Regions from separate parts of the Gossypium hirsutum genome. Here region 2 is linked to region 1. Evidence: chromatin contacts called from public Hi-C data. All regions are on one chromosome and are shown on one strand. Each heading gives the region's core, a stretch centred on a gene start, on an enhancer-like site or on the middle of the called end of the contact. The rest is flanking DNA. Distances are from core to core; before and after follow the strand shown. Region 1 holds the start of LOC107914381 (transcription factor TGA4). Region 2 has its middle 28 kb from the start of LOC107914383.

What was found. A called contact is a pair of places that touch in the nucleus more often than the background predicts.
Region 2: a contact with region 1 is called in a Hi-C map of leaf, with 2.0 times the contacts expected there. The contact joins the enhancer-like site here to the promoter of LOC107914381 in region 1. A contact is called at or near these places in 16 of 34 Hi-C or Micro-C datasets (anther, callus, cotyledon and 4 more).

The regions. Positions count from the first base shown.
Region 1 is chrD10:14,689,548-14,694,177 of Gossypium_hirsutum_v2.1, reverse strand. It overlaps LOC107914381 (transcription factor TGA4), which reads left to right and starts at 2,817. Exons shown (of 10, transcript XR_001688804.2): 1 at 2,817-3,102.
Region 2 is chrD10:14,731,107-14,735,736 of Gossypium_hirsutum_v2.1, reverse strand. No RefSeq gene overlaps it. Among protein-coding and RNA genes, the nearest start is that of LOC107914383, 28 kb to the left of the region's middle. Within about 2 kb of position 2,311, at least 7 of the 9 cell types and tissues checked have an H3K27ac peak or open chromatin away from gene starts, as enhancers often do. A contact at or near this core is called in cotyledon, fibers and leaf, where this site is marked.

The DNA.
Region 1 (4,630 bases), core at 1,568-4,067:
TAAACGTTTAAAGCATTAATAAAAATAAGTTTTAAAATTACAATTGAATTGAAAAGACAGCCACATGGTTAATTTTTTTTATTTAGTTTTTCACTATATTGTTATTAATATAGAAAAATATGTGGTACATTATGAATGAAGTTTTTAAACTTCACATGTAGGTTTAGGGTTGATAAGTGTTTTATAGGAATATAATAAAATATTAAAAATAAATATTAAAAAACAGTAAATTTTTAAAGCGGCTTGTGAAAAAAAAATACACTGTTATTGTATCAAATATTAACTCATGCATTTAAAATTTTTATAGCATATTGAATCATTTTATCACAACAATAATTTAATACTTATTATTTGATACATTAGTGGTTGGATTTTTTAACTCCACAAGCTTGATTAAAAAGTTGCTATATGTCTCTTTTAATTTTTTTTCATTTTCTAAATATCAAGTAAAGACATATGACAATTTTTTAATATCATTTATATAATACAAAAACTCCACCATTAATATATCAAATAATTATCCATAATTTAATTATTTAAACTTATCCTCTCTTCAATCATTTTTAATCTTTTCTTCCTACTAGATTATCCATATTTCACATTAATTAATATATTATGAACTATCCCTCATATATGATTCTTTTAATCATTTATGTCATATATGCTTGACCTATAGTTGTTTTAGTCGGCACTAATTGGACCTCCTCACCAAAGTTTAGGAAATGTCTCTCTAAAAGTTGCTAATCCTTCACACAAATGGGATTGGGTTATCTTCAAATAATAATAAAATTTACATGCTCAACATGGGCTATCTCCCATTATTATATAAAGCTTTCTACAATATATATATATATATAGCTTGATATATGCAACTATTTTTGTAGTGCTGCTAATTAGTGCATATGGAATCATGGGTATTCGTAGTTAGCATAGAATGGCGTTGAATTTCATAATTTCTACAATCTACACCATGCAACATGGGAGTGGAATTCTCCCAAAAATGTAAAACTAGATTTATTTGTCATCATAAAAATATTAAACTTAAAAAATAAATCTACCAGAGAAAAAGCATCAAAATTCTATCCGATTTGTTATTATTTACATAAAACTTTTGACAAAGATAAATAAAGTATTGTTTTATTTTAATTTAAAGTTTAAAAGGGTGTGTGAAAGTTGGGATGGTATTTTTTTTATTTATATTTCAAATTGAATTAAACTTGCGAGATTTAAATAGGAATAGGGCAGTAGATATGGATAAAGGCAAAAGTGAAGATGTAGTTGTCAAAAAGCTACCATATTCTTTCCAAGATGTGGATTTAATTCCTTAAGCCAACTTGTATAATTAACAAACTTTGCTTATCAAAACGGTATAGATTCTGAATTTCTCTATCCTATTCCCTAACTTCAACTAATTATTTCACCCTAAGTTGCCTCTTTTTTTATTTTTTTTCTCAAGAAGAAGTTTATCCATAATTATAAAAAAAATATCATAAGTCAATTTAAAATATTGTCAAGTCTCATTTTAATTATTTTGTTATTTATATTATATTATTATTTAAGTTAGTGAAATTATGGAAAATGGATAAAAATATGTATGCTGTTGGTTTTTGTGTTTTGTGAAGCTGTTAATTTAGTTCTAGCATTTTAATTGGTTCATTTTTAGTTTATGTATTTTTTAAATTCTAAAATTTTAGTCTCATCAAACAATAATTGTTAAATTCATTAAGATAAGTTCTGTTATTTCCAAAAGTCAATACGTTAAACATGCTATCATATGTGTAATGTCATATTAACTTGTTATTTTTACATGTTACTCACTAATGAATTAATTAATGAATCAACAACTATTATTTGCGTCAATATTAAAATTTTATAATTTAAAAATATAATAGAGACTTAAAATGATCCAATCAGAGAAAATAGATTAATTTTACAACTGTATAGATGAGGACTAAAATTTCAATATATAAAAAGTACAAAAATTAAAATTCAACATATTAAAAAGTAAGAATTGACTTTCATAAAACAGGAGTTCTAAAAAAGTTTATATGAAATAAGGATGTAGAGGTATAGGTTTAGGTTTTGGTTAGAGGAATAGCATACGCAGAGAGAGAGAGAGAGTGAGACAGGTTTGAAGTGTTGAGATCAGCATTGTCTCTAAGAAGACGTGAAGGGGTGGGGCAATTAGAGCAAGAATGTAAGGAAGGGTCACCATTTAATGATTAATTAGGTTCACCAAACCTCTAATTATACTAAATAATATTTTTTGAAAAAGAGAGTGAGATTCAAGCGCTGGTTAAGAGCGTGAAGTGGAAGGGAAGAAACAGGAGAAGGGACAAAATTTTACGCCGGAAACTGACGTGAGGAACACGCAAGAAAGGAATGCGCGTGGATTAAAGGAAGAAAGTTGAGTCGGGTATATAATAAACAGAGCTAGTGGAAAGATGACCATTTTTTAAATAAAAATAAAAAAAACATTTTGTATTTTTCTGAAAACCTCTAAAATAATGGCTAATGGGTAATGTGCTGTTCAACTCACTGTGGATTACGATATTACGAAGACAAATCTAACAAGTAATCATTTAAAAAATACTAATAGTAACCACAGAATATAAAAAAGTTAAATGTTGTAGTGCAAAAACGTGGAATTGTTCCATTTTTTTATTTTTTTATTTAAGGACTTTAAATTATTAAGTTAAATTCAATAAATAATTTTTAATTTTTGAATACGAATAATCAGTGTAAAAAGATGAAGATTGTGTGAAAGATCAAATCCAATTTTAAAAAATATATTTTTTGAATATTAAAATTTTAAGTGAAGGTCGAGTTTCTTCAGCTCGCATTACGTTATTATCCTGATTGTAGTAATAAAATAAAATAAAATAAAATAAAGGGGAAAAGATGCGATCAGTGTGAAGGGCGATTGGGGTTCCCAGAAGGATTGGTGTTGGGGCATTATACGACAGAAGCTTAGGGGTTTCGCAGAGAAGAAGAAGAAGCTATTTGCTTATTGGTTTTTGAAAGGAATTTGTTTTCTTTTTTGCTGTTTTTGGACCTCAAGTTTTAGCGGGAAACTTGTTCTAACGACTCTTTTAACAAAAGGTTGGTTTGTTTTTTGTCTTTTTAATTGTTTGGTTTCCGGGAAAGCTGGGAAAAATGCAAAGCATACCAACTTATTTGAATTAAAACAAAGCTTCTTCCTTTCTATACCTATATCTCTATATTTTTTTTGTAGTTTTTGTAATTTGAGTTATCTTCTGTTGTTTTTCTCGCAAGATGGATTAATAAAGTACTGGAAAATTTTTCTGTTTTGGAGCTCAGAAAATGGATTTTCAGTTGAACCATGTTATTGGGTAGCCCTCTTTTTTCCTTTTATTAATTTTGAATTGGTTTGAATTTCATTCAGAGGGGAAAACAGATTGAATAAGTATTGATTGTGATTATTATCATAGTTATTTGAGACTTTGATCTTCTTTTATTTGTTGTTATTGAATGTCTCAATTAGATTTTTCAAATCATTTTCATCCAGATTCATATGCATAGCTTTATCCTTTTGGTTTATCTTAACTTCATCTATAGCAGAAGAAGCTCTTTGTTCCTATTAGGAAAGATCATATGGAGGAATATCTTGCTACTGTAGTAGGAATAGCCTATGTTGATCGTGTTCTTTTTTTTTTTTTTAAGTATTTGTGTCCAATACCCTTATTTGACTAATGTTTGATTAAGGATTGATCTTTAAAGAATCCTCTAAATATATGAAAATTTTGAAGAAAAAAATTATTGAAACGCATACTCGTATCAAATACTCATATCCAGGTCCGAGCAACAATAGGTCCACCACGAAAATAAGAGTTAAGTTCAACAGTGACCTCCAACAATGGCAAGAGTTGACAGCATACGACTGAGTTGGATGGAGGATAATGATATGAAAATAAGGATGTCATGATTGGGTTTTCAATCTTTTTCATACACTTGGATACAAATAAACCATATTTTCTTTGAAACCACTAAATTGAAGTTGATTGTGATTCATTGGTTTCCCTTCTATGGAACTATAAACTCTATGAGCTTGGAAAGTTAAAGAGGGAATATCATTGTTCATTGTTTTTTCACTATTCATTCCTTGTCGACGCCGATGTCACCATAGATTTATCATCCTTAATAGCTAAGCTTCTATAGTGTTCATATGGAAGGGGCTAACTGCAGTTTCACAGTGTCAAGTAACTTGAATGGTTATTATCAAGTTACTTTTTCAGCAGCTACTAGCGAATGGGAACTTTACTTCTGAATTGTGTTTCTCAGGCTCATACTCCTCATTTTCTCCAAACTACTCATATCCGGCACTTATTTAGACATTACCTATACTCATATTGTATGCTTACCCGTATTCAACATTTATCTCTAAAGCTGGGTACCATAGCTTTTGAATAGCAATAGTTAAGTCAAAGGGAGAAAAGAGAAAGAAGAACAAAAATAACCTATATATGTGGATGCACTATTGCAGACAGGAAATAGTTACAAGGTAATAAGATTAGTTGCTTCAAGAGTTGCAAGGTTGATGATTGTTGAAGCGTTATAGGAGCTTTTAAATGATTCTTCTGACGTTGAAACTGTAAGATCAATTTTTTAG
Region 2 (4,630 bases), core at 1,062-3,561, 42 kb before region 1:
GTAATGTTTTTAATTATGTAGTGATTCAATTCGGTTAATTCGGGTAATTCGAGAAATTTGGTTAATTCGGGTAATTCAGTTAATTTGGTTAATTCAGTTAATTTTTAACTAAAAATAAAAAAATATATAATTTTTAGTTAATTCGGTTAACCGACCGAATTAACCGAAAAAATTTCGGTTCGGTTAACGGTTAAAAATTTTGAAATGTCGGTTAATTCAGTTAATGCTATTTCGGGTCGGTTAACCGACTGAGCTCCCCTATGTGAAACAAACTTTATGACTAATATACTCACCATATACTTTCCTCAAAGAGGAATAGTCTTGATAAACATATCTATCATTCAAATCTTCCTTATTAGTACCTCTTTCCTATATTCAGTTTCATTTAGCACCCTTTGGCGGTTCTTAATGGCGGATTCGTATTTGTGGTCTCCAGTTAAATATTCTTTTGTTTGCTTATACCACAGGTATTACAGGCACATTATTCTCACATCTGAATCTTGAGGGGTTGCCACCCATATGCCCTTTCGGCTTCCACGACTACTAATTTGGCAGTCTTTTCCCACTTTTGTTACTTTTGCCATTCTTGGTGGATTCCTCAAATCCACTGGCTAGTTATCACTTGCCAAAACTTGTATTTTTCTTCAAATCCCTTTTTCCTCATTTGTGTGATTTCCCATAGTTGACATCCTGGCTGACTACCCCTTGTTTAGTGTCCTAATGGACTCCATATGATGCCATAGCCGAGGAACGATGTTACTCAATTTAAACTCTTTTGTGCCCCATGGTCGAGCCATGGTCTTACACATTATGAACCCATGTTTAACATCCTGGCAGACTACCTCCAGTTTATTGTTCTGGTGGACTCCATATGCTGCCATAGCCGAGATATGGTCTTACACCACATAACTCCATGATTAGCGTCCTGACAGACTATGTTGGTTTCCATAGCCGATCTATGGTCTTACACTACATAAACCCATTATTGATAGGAGAAAGTAAATGAGAAAGTAAATGAGAAAAAGACTAAGTATAAAGCTACAACCTTAATTAATGGTTCTAATAATATGGATGACCCTGACCACCGAGTTATCGCTGAAGTTTTTAGTCTTGAAAGATACGATCAGGTTCTATTTTAGGGATTTGGAAAATTCAATTTGAAATAGTGGAACAATGCACAATAAAATTTTAAAAATTTTCTTTTAAACTGATCGATTGTGGTGTTTATAGCAATAAACCCTTTCACTTGGATCGTACATGTGCTTTAGATTAGGCGAACTAAGTCATTACTTTAGATTAAAATTTTATATATAGGCAACTTAATATTTTTTAATGTTAATATTATAGTATTATATATTACTCCGGATTTAATTTTTATGTGTTATATATTACATACTATATAAAAATAACATAATAGAATATATTAGAAACTTAGAAACCGGTTAGGCTAAGTTTGGGCCTTGAAGGTTTGAGCTTGAGCCGACTCGTATCTTAAACGAGCCTATTTTTTTTGCCTAAACCCACATTTTGGGCCTAATATTTTTGCTAAACCCTTTTAAATTTTAGGTAGACCTTCGGGTTTGGACAGGTAATCCAACCCTTGAACAAGTTTAGTTACGAGTAACAACAGAAATTGTTTTTAAAAAAAGAAATAAATATCAAAACTATACATGAACTTTGATCCAATGTGCAATATTATAAAATAAACTTTGATTTTGTGCAATTTTATAAATGATTTTTTTATTTGATTTAGCTTTTTTAAATCACTAATAATGTTATCGAATTAGCACCATTTTACATTGATATATTGTATGCACAAATAATTATATTAATCAAATATGAAAATTAATGTATGTATTTATTTCTTTAAATGTGTACATTTAAATCAAAATCAAAGTTTCATGCATACATATAAACCACAAATTAAGTTTCATGTGTATAATTGTACCAAATCAATGCTCATGTATCAAATTGCACATTGGATTAAAGTTCACGTATAAATTTGATATTTATTTTTTTTAAAAATAGTCAAACATTATTATCTTAATCCACCTTTAAAAATACAATATTCATCGAATATTCAAATTAGTCAAATATTCGTATTATTATTTTTTGAATATTAATTTCATTATAAGTTATTATCGTATCTGCTTCTTTTAATATAATGTTTAAAACTACCTATACCTCCTCCTCACATTTTTTGAAGTAAAATTGGAATGCATTAAAGAGAGGATATGTGGTACACTGATCAAAGTTCTGAAAGTACCAGCTGTCTAACAACTGTCAATAGAGTATTGATAACCGAGGCGGTGCCTCGGGTTTGCCTAACAATAAAGAAAAAGAAAAAATAAAAGAAATTGAAACGCCTCTTTTAAGGCCCTAATCAAAGCAAAAACCTAAGTAAACTGAAGAAAGCCTAAATCCTATCATCTATCATAATCACGTTTCCTCTTCTTTGCATCTGTAGTTGTGGTGGAGTATACTGGTAGTGCCTTTTCATCACTGCAAAGAGTCTCATTGAGGCGCTCTATCAGATTTCTCCTAAATCTGAGTTCATAGAGGGTGGTGAGGAGAGTCGTTTTTGTGTTGCATCCCCGGACTTAGACAAAAATGTCCAATTTCTACCGATTCTAGAGCCTTCTTTGGTCGTTGGCGATGATGGGTTCAATCTCCGTCAGTAAATATGAGGATAATACACTTCAGTCCAATTAAACTCATGTCCTCCTACATTAACAACAATATCAATACCAATTGAGTTAAGACTCAATCCACTACTAAATTAATTTTTAAAAGCTTAAAATAATTGAATTGATATTATGTTTGAATATTCGAATATATTCTCCATATAATTAAAACATATTCAGATAATAAATATTTAAACATCCAGATTTAATTTGTAAATAGTAATTTAATATCCAAATTCACTAATTATCCTACTTTACAAAATCCAAATCTGTAAAAAGATGAATTAATATTGGGTAAACTATACAAATGGTCACCCAATTATGCTTGCATTCCTATTTTGGTCACTCAACTTTAAAAAAAAATTTAATTTAGGCACTAAGGTTTGAATTTGTTCCTATTTTGGTCACCTGTTGTTAAATTGATTATGGGCCTCACTGGTATACTAACACATTTAGTCCTCAATACTTACTTATTCTATCAACTTGATCCTAATTCTAAATAATTGAATAAATTTAACCCTTCACATTTACAAATTATATAAATTTGATCATCAACCTTCCTAATCAAAGCTTTTAGCTTCTAAAACAAAGGCATTCCACATCTATAAATTTGTAAAACCCAAAAAAAGAAAAAAAATCTTCACTCAACTAATGAACCATTTTTCGAACCAATTCCTAATACCAATGAGTTTATCTTGAAACTTTATTTCCTTTTATTTTTTTCATTAGTGTTCTTCTAAATATAATATTTTATAATATTTTGATTGACAAAATTTTAGCTAATGAAAATGAAAAACCTTAAAAAAATTACTTTAGATTTATTCTTGTTGTTAGCAGTAGGATGTTTCCTTCAAGGTACATAGAAATCGTCATTGAAATTGGAAATTAAATAAAAAATTTAAAATTATGACTTTGAAAAATTCAATTGTTCAATCAATAATTATATAAGAAAAAATATGAACATTTAATTTTTCATAAAAAATGTAAAAGAATTAATTGAATTTCCTTTTGTTATATTGATAATTTTTTTTTTTGATTTTATAAACTAATTAGGAGACTATACGTGTTCTATTTATTTTTAACTTTTAAATCCATAATAAGTCGTACGTATCACTAACAATCTCAAATAATTTAATAAATTAATTTAAAAAATTATGCAAAATTAATTTTTAAAAATATTAAATTATTTATATAATTTTATTATATATTATATTTTTAAAATTTTTATTTTCTATTATTTTTAATGGTGATTAGTTAATTTCTAAAACTAACTTCTTAAAATTATAAACAAAAGGATTATGTACCAAATTAGATAATTTCAACCATAAATAAAACAATTAAAAGATGTGGAATGTCTCTGTTTTAAAAGTTGAAAGCTTTGGTTAGAAAATTTGAGGATCAAATTGATAGAATTTGTAAATGTGAAAGGTTAAGTTTATTGAATTATATAGAATTAGAACCAAATTGATAGAATAAGTATTGAGGACTAAATGTGTTATTATACCAGTTAGAAAAAAGCTTTTCATTGTCAATTTAACGACAGGTGATCAAAACAAGAATGGATTCAATCATTAGTACCTAAATTAAAAAAATTTGAAACTAGATGGCCAAAATAGAAATGCTAACATAGTTGGGTGACCACTTGTATATTTAACTCAGATATTAAGTTTTTACTACACATTATCATTCAAATTAATTTGGGAGATATATTTAGAAGTGATAAGCTTCAAAGGTATATTGAGATTAGATTAAGGCCTGCCCAAAAAGCTCGAAACAACCCCCCGAAAAAAGAAATTATGCCATAAATTGGGTCACCAATTAGGCCCATTTGAGGAAAACGTGTGCTTTTTTATTTTATTAAAAGTTTTGCCGATGATCTTTTGGGTGTGGTGATAAAATTGAGATTTTGAGACTTTAATGTGAGTTATATCATATGTAAATGTTAA